Linked DNA regions of Triticum aestivum: region 2 is linked to region 1. Evidence: chromatin contacts called from public Hi-C data. All regions are on one chromosome and are shown on one strand. Each heading gives the region's core, a stretch centred on a gene start, on an enhancer-like site or on the middle of the called end of the contact. The rest is flanking DNA. Distances are from core to core; before and after follow the strand shown.

Region 1 (7,026 bases), core at 4,087-6,586:
GTGGCGCGCGTGCCGCATTTTATAGGCGCGCCGGAAGCGGTGCGCTAAAAAAAGCGCGCGACCTGTCACCTTTCCCGCGCGCGTGCAAACCGTTCTTGCGCACGCGCTTTTTACCACGGCCGTTGGAGATGCTCTTACCACCTCCAAAAGGGGATCATATACATGAGATGAAAATTAAACTAAAACTAGACCCAGCCAAACCCACGGCCAAGGCCAGGGGCAGCGGCGTGCACTCGGTCGGCACTAGCATCGCACCTCGATCCGACCACCAGCCCCCAGCCGGCCCGACGGTTGCGTACGTGATTCCACGCCCCGGCGCAACTCACCAGGTCCCGGACGGTGGCCATCATCCATGGCCGATTCATGCGCGTTAACACCACGACGGGATAAGCTAGGCAGGCGCGGGTGATGGCGCTGCCACGCCACAGCAGATGGACGGCGATGGATGGACGCGGCGCGTGCGTGCGCCTACATCCCGGTCACCCTCGCGCGCGCCTCGCTTCCTAGTCGAGGGGCCTACGCCTACACGGCCGCGCGCTTCGCTAGTTTCGCTCTCTTCTCTCCCGCTTCGGCCGGTGAAAACGCTGGACCAGTCGGTGCTGCGGTGGATTGCTTTCCTCGAGACGGGCAGACGAGTGGCCTTACACTAGCCCACTACAGTTTTTTTAGGGATGCTAGCCCACTACAAGCTGCCACATAAGTTCCGTATACACCTATTACCTTTTTTTTGGCATGGTATACACCCATTACCTAGGTGTAGCATTTTGGCTCTAGACGGGTAACCTACGGTTGACGCCGGAGGCAAAGTTTATACGGCACGTACTACGTATTTCTCCACCGGCTTTACCATACAATATAGTCTGGGTGGACTTGCGTGCGTGATCACATTCGCCGGCGACCATAATGTGGCAGCATGACGATGACGAGATAGCGCGTGCATGCAGAAGATGCAGGTGCCGCCGTCTGAGCAAAGCAGTACGTAAGAACTCCGTTCCATGCAATGTGCAAACCCGGTAGAAATGGAGCAGGCGCCTGAAGTCCATTCAGTGCGTCCGCTGCCCGGCGGAGCACGGCTCCCGTCCCATCCTTCGTCTCTCGACTGAACTAGACGATGAAACACACAAACCGTGCCGATCCGGCCACCAACTAGAGGTACTGAACCTACGGACGATGGGACTCCCGTGTCGCCGTCGCCGATCTTCCGCCAGGAACGTTACCAACCGGTCAGGTCATCACGCCCTCGGAACCACCGGGACAAGAATGTGTTCATACTGCTAGGCTGCCTCACAGGCACGCCTGACACGACCATTTACCCCGGCGTATCTGGATACAAAACAGCGTGCACTTCTGTACCACAGCTCGACCCGTCGCGCGCGGTTGCTCTCGTGCATACTGTACGTAGAAAGGTGGTGGTGGTACGTGCTCGCTATCTATCTATCTATCTAACGGGCCCCTTGGCGCTTTGGCACTGAGAGCAACGGAGCCACGGGGGGCACGCAAGCGCAACGCGGCAACGGATGTCCATCGAAAGCCACCATCGTCGATCCGTATCATCGTCATGATCGCTCATCACCGGCAAATATTCCTTGCAAAAGCTTCGCCATTGGTGGCCGTCACTGTTCACTCGCTGGTCCCATGGACGGGACGGGAAGCCGATCCTCCTCTGCCTTGATTCGCGGTTGACTGACTTACTGCCAGTGGCGGCCACGCGTGGGCGAGGTGAGATGCCAAGCAAACACGGTGCACTGCATCAAGTTGGAGCCGGGCACGTACTACGTGCCGCCAAAGAAAGGAAAAGCCGAGGAGGAAGAGGCTCCGGAGGGCCGGGCGGCTGCCCCCGGTTCGGGCGAATCGGCCGCCAAATCTCCGGGGAAAATAAAGTCAAGCCCAGCCGCGTCTGGAAAAGGCTCTCGCGATATGCCATGATAACTTGATAAGGGACACCGAGACAATGGCGGGCTGCGCGAGGATGCATTTTCATTTTCCCGGCCGTCGTACGGAGGGGAGATGGATGACGCTACTGACTAACTAGTGATTGTGGGGGGATACTGCACCAGCAGTGGCTTTCGGTGGAGCTGGGGACGCTTTGCTTGCACGGCCGCCGGCCTGACCAACCGACATACCACTCATGGAAGCTTCTACGGCCGATGCATGTGTTTCTTTATGTGGGAATTCTTTTTTTTCGACAAAATTTCAATCTATTCATTTTCAATCATGACAGTAAAAACAACAAAAGAGTAATACAAATTATAACCATGTTCGTGGACAATCTAGCGACGATTACAAGCACTGGAGTGAGCCGAAGGCGCGCCGCCGTCATCGCCTCTCCCTCACGGGAGCCAGGCAACAAACATTATTGTAGTAGGCAGTCGGAAAGTCGTCGTGCTAAGGCCCGTAGGACCAGCGCATCAAAGCATCAACCGTCGCTGATGAGAAAAGTCGTATATCAGAAGGATCAAACCTGTAAACACTCAAACGAAGACCAGATCAAAACAGATCCACCGAAAACCAGCACCACCGACCGAATCCCGCGAGATCCAACGAAGACACACCTCCACACGCCCTCCGACGATAGCAGACGCATCATCGGGACATGGATAGAACGCGGGAGACATTATTCCTACCAAATGACACCGTCGTCACCATACAACCCCAACGAAAATGTTGAATCTAACAAGAACGAGAATGGAGTACCTCCCGCCAACGGGGGCCGAGATCCTCCTCACCTCCATGGCCAAGTGGCCATTAGATATGGGGCAGACCGGTGGCGGCATCGATGGGAGGAGAAGGGACTTTTCTTATGGAGGAGAAAAGAGATGATAGTAACGCGTGACCTCTTTCTTCAGAAATCCTATTCGTGCGTAAGACTTGTACGAAAGAATAGCATCACTGTTGGGGAAATACCCTTCCATTCCTGGTGTATAAGCACCTCATATGGGAAAAATTAATAATAATAAAATCAAAAAGTCAGGAAGTTTTTTTTACAATAAACATGTCTTTCTTTTCGAAATGGTGGACACCACACCAGGATCCTTCCGCGGCCCACGTACCCCCGCCCCCTATCGACGTCCATGGTAGACACCACACCCGGCAGGTGTTCGGTCAAATAGCATCGAGCTTATTTTCGAAATTCATGTCGTTTTTTAGAGTAAGAAGGATTGCGGGGTACTCGGTGGAGGAGGATGGGTTGTTATGCGATGCGTGGTTGGCCATATCTACGGACTTTATAGGCAGGAGCGGAAGAGGGTTTTTTGATAGCGCGTGCATGGTTTGTTTCATGCGCGAAAGCACACTGCGTCCTATGACATGCACATCATCTATGCATGCAATGTCAAGTCCTTACTGTATTGATAGTACACCATCGAGAACTCCATCATGAAGTATTATGGAGGCAATGTGGCCATTGCGCATGGCAACCATGAAGATCATAATTTCTGCCTCTTCTTAATGTACATGTTGATTGATTCACTCCTTCACTCATTAATTGTTGCTCTACACGCCTAGCCTGCACGAGCTGTCATAATGTAGTAGAGGTCACACGACAGACCATTCATGCACATACATTGTTGGATGAAGCTCAAGATGCAGTATGTGTGGGATAACATAATCAATTCATCAAAAACTTATTGAACATCCGGTTAATCTCGTTGAGTTGAACTATTGTTGTAGTAGACATATTTGCATGCTATTTATGCATGATTTTGTCTATTTTCTATCCAAATTTTGATGAATTTGGTCACGTTTGATGAAAATCGTCTAATTAAGTAAAATCCGGTTTACGCTACAGTTGGATGGTTGGCTCGTGCATCTCTGTCGATGGATTGGTTTTCTCCGCTGTAGACAAAAAATTCAGTGGTTGACTTGGACAGCAGGCGGGTTACACGTTCCACTGTGCAGAAATTGACTACCTACCCATTGATTGGGTTTCTTCTTCTCCCAGATCCAATAGAAGTTTCCAATGAGTCATTGCCAACTGTTTTAGCAGGAATGATCGAAAGAAGCGAGGGTTTGGAGATCAGCGTTGGAGATGCCCTAACTTCCCCTTTAATGTTATCTTACAACATAAATCATTTTAATCCTAGAAAACACATATACAAAAGCCTACTGGTTTCATCAGGCCACCTGATATCGATCAATACAAAAAAAGACCAATCAAATATTGGCCTGTGCTATACCTGCTCTCACCGGTAACTGACTATTCAGTAATCACCTACTGACTGCCTCTCATGCACCTCCGTATCTGGTATCTCTCTCTATGTACGTGTACATGTACATGTGTGACTGTTTTCTCCGGCAGGCAGATGTACTACCGCCGCTTGCGCACTCGGTGCTCAACAAACGAAAGCCGGCGGGCCGGGGCTCGATGATCGATGTGGGTCGATCAGGACGTGATTTTTGCGCGGGTGCACGGGGCGAACGAGTAGGCCTGCTACTGGTAGCCGCCGGCGTGCACGCGGTGCGACGAGGAGTGCGAGTGCGCCGTCTCCTGGTCGACGAGCGCGCGCAGGCGGAGGAACTCGTCGACGGAGCAGGGCAGCCAGAGCGGGCCGGCCGAGCTGTAGCCGTACGTGTCCCGGGCCGCCTCCAGCAGCCGCTGGAAGAGCGGGTGGTAGAGGTAGGCGATGGGGATGACGAACCGCCGGAACCCGTCGCCGTGCTGCTCCGCCTGGCCGACCCGGACGGCCAGCCACCCCTTCTTCACCTTCCCCCTCTTCTCCGCCTGGTCCCCTTGCATGATGGTGGTAACTCCCTCGCCGGCGGTCCAACCGCTATCGCCCTCTCGCCGTCGCTGCCGCTTCTGGTGGTGGTGCTAAGAGGTCACTGCTCTATAGCAGGTAGCTAGAGCCAAGGAGTGAGGTGTGGTTCGGTGTGGTTCGCGGCACTCGCGGTGGTTTTTATAGGAGTTGCACAGCCCGTGCGGGCCGGGAGGAGATTGGCCGCCGGTGCGTGGCGCACCCGTGCGCTGCCTGTACGTACGCCGTCCTTTGATACGGAGCTCGGCCTCTGGTGTGTCGGGCGGGCGATGGATCGTGTGCGTGGCTGACACGGCGGCCCGTCGGAATAATCGGGTTACGGCGTCGGGGTCGCTGGCCGTACAGGCCGGCCGTCGCGTGCGCGTCAGGCCTCAGTTGCGGTGAGGGGGATGGGTAGGTCGGCGGCGGAGCCATGCGCGCTAGTGGAAGGTGCGATGTGGTTTGGACGGACAGAGAGATGGCGACGGAGAAGGAGGGGCACGCTGTCGCCGGGCCGGACCGACGGGGTGGTGCACAGGTCGTACGTACGTCGTCCTTTGGTCGTGGCGCGGCTGGCCCACGACGGCGGACTGGCCGTGTCAGGTGGAATTGTTTTCTTGAGCCGTGCGAGCTGGCGGATAGGCACGTTGCCGTGCTGTACGTGACTGCTGCCCCACGGCCGCAGGAGATGTTGATACATGGTGGCAATTAAATTGGTCGGGCTCTAGTCTGGCTTTGCTCATCGCCCAACTGTTGGATTGTAGCTGTTGGAGCCACCCTCTGGATTACGTTCCTGTTCGGGTTTGGGAACTAGGTTTAGGCAACATTTCTTTCTTTGTTGAGGTCTCAAACATGGTTCATCTCTCGTGGGCTGTATTTCATCTTGGGTTGCAGACAATTTTTATTTTTTTAGAAAAGGCGGATGATCCCCGGCCTCTGCATTTGGGAGATGCATGCGATCATTTTATTAATTATTTTTGAGAACCTTATAAAGTAGAACAGTAATATGCTTGAATCCGTCATCTTTGACAACATCTGCCGCTATTCCTATCCAAACGAGGGTTGCAGACATGCTACGCGTGTAAAACGTAGCTTGTTTCTACTACTACTTGAAAAAAAGAGGGTGGGGATTAGTTGTTGTTTTTCTCATGGCCATCATGTCATCATGAGCATGTTGTCATCGTGGCTTGGAGGGCTTGCTACATTCATGTATGTCGGAAGTGCCATAGTTATCTACTGTGATACGCTAGAGGGCGTCAAAGATTTGATCAATCATAAGAGATACATTGTACTACATTCATAAAATAGTGATCTAAACGCTCTTATATTTCTTTACAGACGGAGTACGGTTCAATTAATCATCAATACCCGAGATCATCATCACGTTGATTATTCATAAGATCAAGAAAATGAGGTACATGACATATAGCTACTGTCACACACCCTAAGTCTTGAAGGTGAACTTCCCCCGGATCATCATGGGAGCAGCAAGGGTTGATGAAGAGGTTGAAGATAAAGCTTCTCCCCTTCGGCAGAGGGCCAAATCAAGGCTAAAAACAAAAATCGCACCAGAACAGAGAGTGGCGACAACGTGAAAAATCAGTAATAATGTGAGGTAGAATTTTGGGAGTATATACAACTAATTGAGCACCTGGGGTGACCTGGGATCCCCGCAGGCCATACCACCCCTCCTCCTAGACGCCCTTATAAGGCGGAGGTCTAGAGGGGGTAGGGGTAAGGTGTTCTGCCATGGCCGGACATCCCACACGAACTACCATCACCACCATAACTCGCCAAGGAACACTGTCTCACCATCTTCCGGACGTCGGCGCGCCCGAGGAAAAAGGCCGTCGTGGCAAAAAGCTACCACAAGGCGAAGAGCTTCGGCGTTGATGACGCCGGCCAGGCTTTTCCTGGTCGCGCCCTCCGATGGCGATGAGAGAGGAAGGGGGGGAGGAGGAGGGAGCCCGCAACGGCAGGGAAGGGTCGTCCCCGTCATCTTAAAAAACGACACGAAAGGGTAGTTAGAGATAAGGATATGTTCCCAGAGAACATATCTTATATGCTGGACTTTTTTTATGAAGTATCTTATGCAACCTACAAAGCAGCTTTGCAATATAATTAAGCGTTGATGTGAGGTCTGTTGTAAATCCACAAGGGTCGTCTTCAGTTATGGTCCTGGAACGTCGTATTACATCACGAAAGTTTCGGCTCCACTTTACTGTTACTACAAAATCGTTTATAATATCGAACACTTCCTCACAAAGATCGTTAGTTATCTTTGATAGACGAT
Region 2 (6,603 bases), core at 465-2,964, 49 kb after region 1:
ACTAAACACATCTAGAACAGACACTAGATAAAGTTGCATATATGAAGTAGAACCTAACATATGTAGGGCAGAAACTAGAGCAAAGAACTGTGTCATGACATCTAACAGAAAGAGCAAGAACATGTACGGGACAGCAGCAGCAGAAGCACTAGACTTGGGGTCGACATCCTCTCCAGCCATGTCGTCGCCGAGGTAGTCGATGTCGGGGAAGAAGTCGTCGGAGTCCGTGATGAAGAAGCCAGTAGTCGCGCGGAGCGCTTCCCAAAAACCTTATCAGAGGAAGAGGAGCTTCTGGTGTGTCTCTCTGGAGAGGAGCGACCTCTCTTATATAGGCACAGGAGAAGGACGCGAACATGCTGCGGCGGGAGGTGAAGCAACGGAGGGAGACGAAGCGGCTCGGCTCATTCCCGCAACCCGCGGCGCAGTGTGTCGTGACGAGGCGGGCGGCGGAGGAGGAGCGCGCGTGGATGTCCCTCTTGTTCTCATACTCATACATATGGGGAAAGAACCTCCTTTATAAAGAGGTCCAACTTCCTCTAAACTAGCAATGTGGGTGGGACTAAACTTTAATAGTATCCCTTGCCTTGCACAAATGGACTAAATGGGCCTCTAGGATTTATTAGGAATTTCTGAAATTGTTATTGGGCTGACCCATAAATAGATAAAATTCCAGTATGAACCATGATGGACAAGCAGGCGTGACGTCTTATTGATAAACCCGACTCTTTGTGTGCTATAATCCTAAGGGCTAAGTAGCATCCTGGTGGCGATTTGTTGAACACCAAATTAAAGACAGGCTTTTCATTTACATGGCAAAGTATCATGGCCAGGATGGAGTCCCTAAAACGCGACTACATTTAACAAGTGGGGAATGGTTGGAATATTAATACTATTTGAAAAGATGCCGGGATCTCAAACTGTGCGACAAGAAAAATTGTGACCCTCAAGGGGGGGGGGGGGCGTTTGTTAACGAAGATGGGGAACCTGATTGATCCTGCTATTAACAGTTGGTTTGAGGAACCTTCAAATGAAATTGTAATGATTTTCACAGACGATGTACTAGTTATTTCTAATGAATAAAGGCTCCGTTTATTTATTTATTTTAAAATCTCAGACGTTGTTATGTCTTGGTCGGTGCTATCTTTCTCTGATTTTCCATGTAGATTCGTACAAAAAATTCTTTTTAGTTTTTCTTTTTTCTTACTATATATTGTATATCATTTGACTGAGACTTGATTAAGTCTTGACTGAGACCTAGCCAGACCTATGGACAAATTACCATGGCCTATCAGATGCAGTTCCAGTCCCTGCCGCGAAAACCAGTTGCCACGCACGCGCATTCCTTCGAGACGGTACTCGGACGTACCACAGCTCGATCCGTGGCTCGCGGTTGCTCTCGCGCACACAGTTCGTAGAAAGGCGTTGCGTGGCCGGGAAGGATCAAGAAGCCATGTTGGCGGAATCGTGGCCGTCGATGGCGCCATGCCAAGATGGACGGGGGTGTGGTGTGGGAGGGATTCGATCGGCGGTACAGTCCGTGCTCGCTATCTGTATCTATCTGTCTATCCCGGCCGCTTGACGCTTTGGCGATGAGAGCGACGGAGCCACGCGCAGCAAATATTCCTTCCAAAAGCTTCGCCGTTGCCGTTGGTGGCCGTCGCTGTTCACGCGCCGGTCCCATCCCACGGACGGGACGGGATGCCGATCGTATCGTATCATCGATGCAGGGCTGGGCTGGCCTCCCCTGCTCGATTCGCGGTTGACTGGCTGCCACGCGTGGCCGGGGCGAGATGCCAAGCAAACACGGCGCACTGCTGCGAGTTGGGGCCGGGTCGTGCCAAAGGAAAAGCACAAGGGAGAGGGAGGGAGAGGCTCCGGAGGGCTGGGCGGCAGGCAGTGCCACGGACCGGCCGAATCTCCCGGAAAGAAAGTCAAGCCACGTCTGGAAAAAAGGCGCCTATTGCAATAGAGAAATGCTACAGTTCTCATTGCGATATGCCGTGATAAGGGACACCGCGACGATGGAGGAGAGAGGGGTGGATGATGGTCAGTGTTCGGCTTGGGCTTTCGGTCGAGCTGGGAACGCTTTGCTTGCACGGTCGCCGGCCTGTCACGGTCTCATGGAAGCTTCTACGGCTGTCGGCGTGCGCCTCTTTCTTTTACTCGGCTGCGTGCGTGGCTGGCTACGGTCGAACAGGCGCCTGCGCCTCTGCGCGCGCAGTCGGAGAAACCAAGTGGCACCGTGGTATTTCCTTTTTTCTACGGCATGTGCCATGTTCGGGTTTTTTTAGATAGCTTACACATGTGCCATGTTCTCCATCTCATGACTTCTGAATTGGGCATGTGTTCTGTTTCACTACTGTCTCTAGCAACGTGTCAACAGCTTGCGCAGGAGAGGAAACAGTTTTTTTTTTAATAAAGACACCCAAAGGGCATCTTAAATCTGATTATCATCGAGGAAAACAAAGGCCAGTACAAAGGATAGACAACTGGACGTAGAACGACCAGTAAAAAATAAAATTACAATAAAAAGCATACTAGTCTTCTTCTTCCTCTGATTGTACGCTGCCCGCCGGTGATTGAAAATTGCACTGAACCAACAGCAAAGAAAAGCAAAACCTGCAAATGCCCTCGCCACACAAGGCTTTGAAGACCGCAATAGCCACTCGCCCCTTGAGACGAGATCTAAAAGTCGTTGAAGCAGCATCGGCTGGAGCATCACCCCAAGCAGAACAAACTTGCAATCCACCACCACCAGATCAGAGGGTTGGAGAAACCGGGTTAAGCCACAGAACAACACAGAAGATGTCGTGGTCGCCACACCAAACGCCAGCCCAAAGTACTCCTTGAAAGACACACCAACTGCCAAGATCTGAAGGGAACCAACCGATCTGGGGACACAAACTCTCACATGCCCTTCGCCGGCGCCGGATCGGACGTCGTCGAGGTAGGGAGAGACCGGAGAGACTTTATTCCAACACGCCATCGTCGCCACCACCTCGTCGATGCCACCGGAGAAACAAAAACCTAAGAAAAATAAAACAAGACGAACGGGTCCCCACTCCTCTTGCCGCCGACGAGGCCGCCGGACGGGAAAGAGGAGGGGGACCGAGGCGGCGGCAGTAGTTGTGGCGGCGGCGGCGGCTTAGGGTTAGGAGGCGGCGGCTGGGGAGATGAAAAGGTTTGTTTTAAACTGGCTAGGAGAGGAAACAGTTGCCCGTTTTTGGAAGCGTGTGAGTGAATGGCTTCTTGCTTTTATGGCGCAGGCAAACGCCTCAACAACACACCAACAGCTTGCTCTTACGGGCGAGGGGTGGCAAAACAGGTGCACAGATGACATGTTTTGCCTGGTGATGAAAGCAAGGTCGTGTGTGGAGCCCCAAGACACCGACTAAACGTGAATCACCAGCAGAAATAAACCGAAACACTACGCAACAAGAACAGCACTTGCATCTTCACGCAAATACCTGCATCTGGCAGAACAAGCACCCAGAAGCCAAATGCAACAGCATAAAGAGGCATACAAATGGCACAAGACAATTTTGAAGAGATTCCACGCCAAATCGCCACATCAGTGTCTATTTATAGGAGTACAAACGACGTCACATGCCTGGCTCCAATGCCGAAGCCCATCAGAAAATCACCACTTGGAAACATACAGCAGGCACCAACTGGCAGGGTTCAAGCACAATTAATGGCAACAGTTACCATTACAAAACTGAACAAATGCCTTTACATTGCCAGTGCAGCTTGCAGGACAAGCCAACACATTTGACCAAACTTACAAATCTGGACGGCAAGCGGAAAACACCTGTCTCAGACCAAAATATCTGAATCCCAGCACATAACTGGAAAATCTGGTAACCATGTTAACTTCCCCTTTGCTGTTGTCAGCATAAATCATGTTAATCCTAGAATAATATATATACAAAAGCCTACTGGTTCCATCAGACGACCATCTGATACCAATCAACACAAAAAGGACCAATCCAATCTTGGCCTGTGCTATACCGGCTCTCACCGGTAACTGCCTGCTCAACATTAGTAGCTGGTCCAGTCTATCGGACTGCTTTCACTGTCTCCATTCCTACAAATAACATGAATCAGATCTTGTTAGATATTACCAAATGCGTCCTCCCAATCACAGGTGGAATGCCATCCCAGCAGTCATTCCAGGTCCCTTATTTTCTTCTACAGCCAAAAAGGAATGGTGATTCTCACTCTCTTTTGCATAACTAAACTATGCATTTGTAAAAGGTAGGAATGTACAAGGAAAAATTACAAAATCTGTACTCTAAAAAACAAATCTATATACACAGGTGACAGGCGTCTTTGTATAGCCCTGCTAGGTGAATTGCACCTATGTTTCCATTCATCCAAGTCACCCCAGCCCATACCAAACACTCATTCACAACTAGTTTGGTTTGCATCATTCTACACCTTGATTCCAATTAGTTTGGTAATCCTTGCAGCAAAAGCACAGGCCAGCACTGCTTGATGCTTGTGCTTTTCAGTTGACAACACTAGGCATGCAAATTTTTTGTGAATTTCAGCTATCCCTATCCACCAGGCTCTTGTGGTTCATGGGTCTGTGTATTTCGTTTCCATGGTTTCTCTTTAGAAAGAGAATCACGGGGTACATATGCATATCCCTTTGGAAGGCGTTGGTTCTGTGTGGACGCTTGATCAGATGTCATAACCAGCTCCTTTTGAAAGGTTTCTGCCTGCTGCAAAATCATGTGTTGTGCATTAGCTTGGTGCCAGAAATAACTGAACAACTGGAAAGAAAACAGTACAAACCTTATTATCTTTTGTTTTTTGTTTTCCACCTTCCAATTTCAGTAGGGCATTCACTGATCTTTGTGGAAGTCGCTTACCAGCAAGTGGCCCCCTCTCACTGAACTTCCGTTTGAAAGATATCAGTGTCCTTGAGCTATCAGCTGTGTTTCCCTCAGCATCTCTGTTATTAAGGGAAAATCTGACGGTATTTATCCCAGAAATACTGCTATCCACCGTGACATCATCAGATCGTTGCATGGTTCCACTGCATGATTTATTATTAACCGAAGTACTGGCAGATTCTGAACTAGCTCCGGGTGTTCGGTAGGAGAAAACAACAGTATCCTTGGTTTTGGCGAGTATGTCATGGTCACACAGAACTGTCTCTCTCTGGCAAAATAAGTAACGCAGCGAATTAGTTCATTGTAGGCATTGCAATCTGTTGTCAGCAAGATATTTGAAACTGAAAGGGCATCCGCTATTATGAACATTTACACAAAATCTAATAGGACAATACGCATTGAAGCCACGACAAGGGACTGGACTTCTCCTTTTTGTCAAAAAATACCGATGATTTATTTTTTATAGTTACCAGACTCGCTGACTATGCCAAATATAATCCAATCTGATCAACTCAATCCAACCAATCCCAGTCGGCAGTTGAAGATTAGAGTTTAAAACAAGTACAGATGGAATGAATGACCTCCCAAATATATCTCAATCTGATCAATTTAATTTAATTATTCAACCAATCCCACTGCTCTAACAATTGGAGGTCAGATTTTAGAAACAGTAGACATGGAACAAATGGCACATACCCCCCCCCCCCTCTTTTGTGCACTGCACCAACCACACACATACACTACAAAACTGAAACGTATAGCTACTAGAAAGGCTGCACACCAATCAATATCTCATAGGGGCCAGAACCTGGGTACATTTTCGAAAGAAATCGGGTAACGATGCATATGATATTTTCTTTTACAAAAGTTAAGAAAAATGTTCAATTCGAGGGAAAGATGATTAAATTGATTTGGCAAAGGAGAGGTAGGACGGAAGAGAGGGCAGGGGAGAAGGAAGAAGGCATTGTGGTGCTGGATGTTAGCATAATCTTGATTGGTTAGATCATTTTGGAAAGTGTTAGTCAGTCTGGCTTGCATGTTATGGTCTTGGTTTGAGTTAGTTTCTTACGTCAGTTTTGCAACTGGGTTCAAATCGGTCTGGACTTTGCCATGTCCGTGAGTCCCGTAAGCACTTGCATTTGTGTTGCAAGTATTACTAGTAGTTCATGTTGGAGTTAGTACAAGCTAGTTTAGGTTTACGTAGCCATCAAGGTTACGTGCGAACAGATTAGGAAGGAAACAATTTTGAGTCCAGTTTGGATTCAATACCATGTCCTAGTAGGTGTTTTGTCCTGGTTGTGCGCATAGTTAAAAAAAGGCGCGCCTAGGCTCTAGGTGATAGAAGGGGAGCCTTGGCGCAGCGGTGAAGCTGTTGCCTTGTGACCATGAGGTCACGGGTTCGAGTCCTGGAAACAGCCTCTTGCGGAAATGTACGAAAAGGCTGCGTAGAAAAGATCCAAAGTGGTCGGACCCTTCCCCGGACCCTACGCAAGCGGGAGCTACGTGCACCGGGCTGCCCTTTTCTAGGCTCTAGGCGATAGCAAAACGCCTAGCGCTTAATTGCGCTTATGTACCAAAGCGCAAGGTGGTGGCATAACGCACAATTAACACCTAGTGCTTTTTAAAACTTTGATTGTGTGTGAGTATACATAAACACAGCCAACCTATAGTTTTGTAACATGGGTTTGTCATAGAAATAATA

The links. A called contact is a pair of places that touch in the nucleus more often than the background predicts.
Region 2: a contact with region 1 is called in a Hi-C map of leaf, with 3 times the contacts expected there. The contact joins two enhancer-like sites. A contact is called at or near these places in 2 of 5 Hi-C or Micro-C datasets (both in leaf).

The regions. Positions count from the first base shown.
Region 1 is chr6A:565,269,570-565,276,595 of IWGSC CS RefSeq v2.1, forward strand. It overlaps the pseudogene LOC123131054. Among protein-coding and RNA genes, the nearest start is that of LOC123131056, 18 kb to the right of the region's middle. Within about 2 kb of position 5,337, at least 1 of the 8 cell types and tissues checked has an H3K27ac peak or open chromatin away from gene starts, as enhancers often do. A contact at or near this core is called in leaf, where this site is marked.
Region 2 is chr6A:565,322,052-565,328,654 of IWGSC CS RefSeq v2.1, forward strand. LOC123128552 reads right to left here. Exons shown (of 19, transcript XM_044548588.1): 18 at 4,801-5,169; 19 at 3,692-4,724. The coding sequence ends at 4,560. Among protein-coding and RNA genes, the nearest start is that of LOC123128552, 16 kb to the right of the region's middle. Within about 2 kb of position 1,715, at least 5 of the 8 cell types and tissues checked have an H3K27ac peak or open chromatin away from gene starts, as enhancers often do. A contact at or near this core is called in leaf, where this site is marked.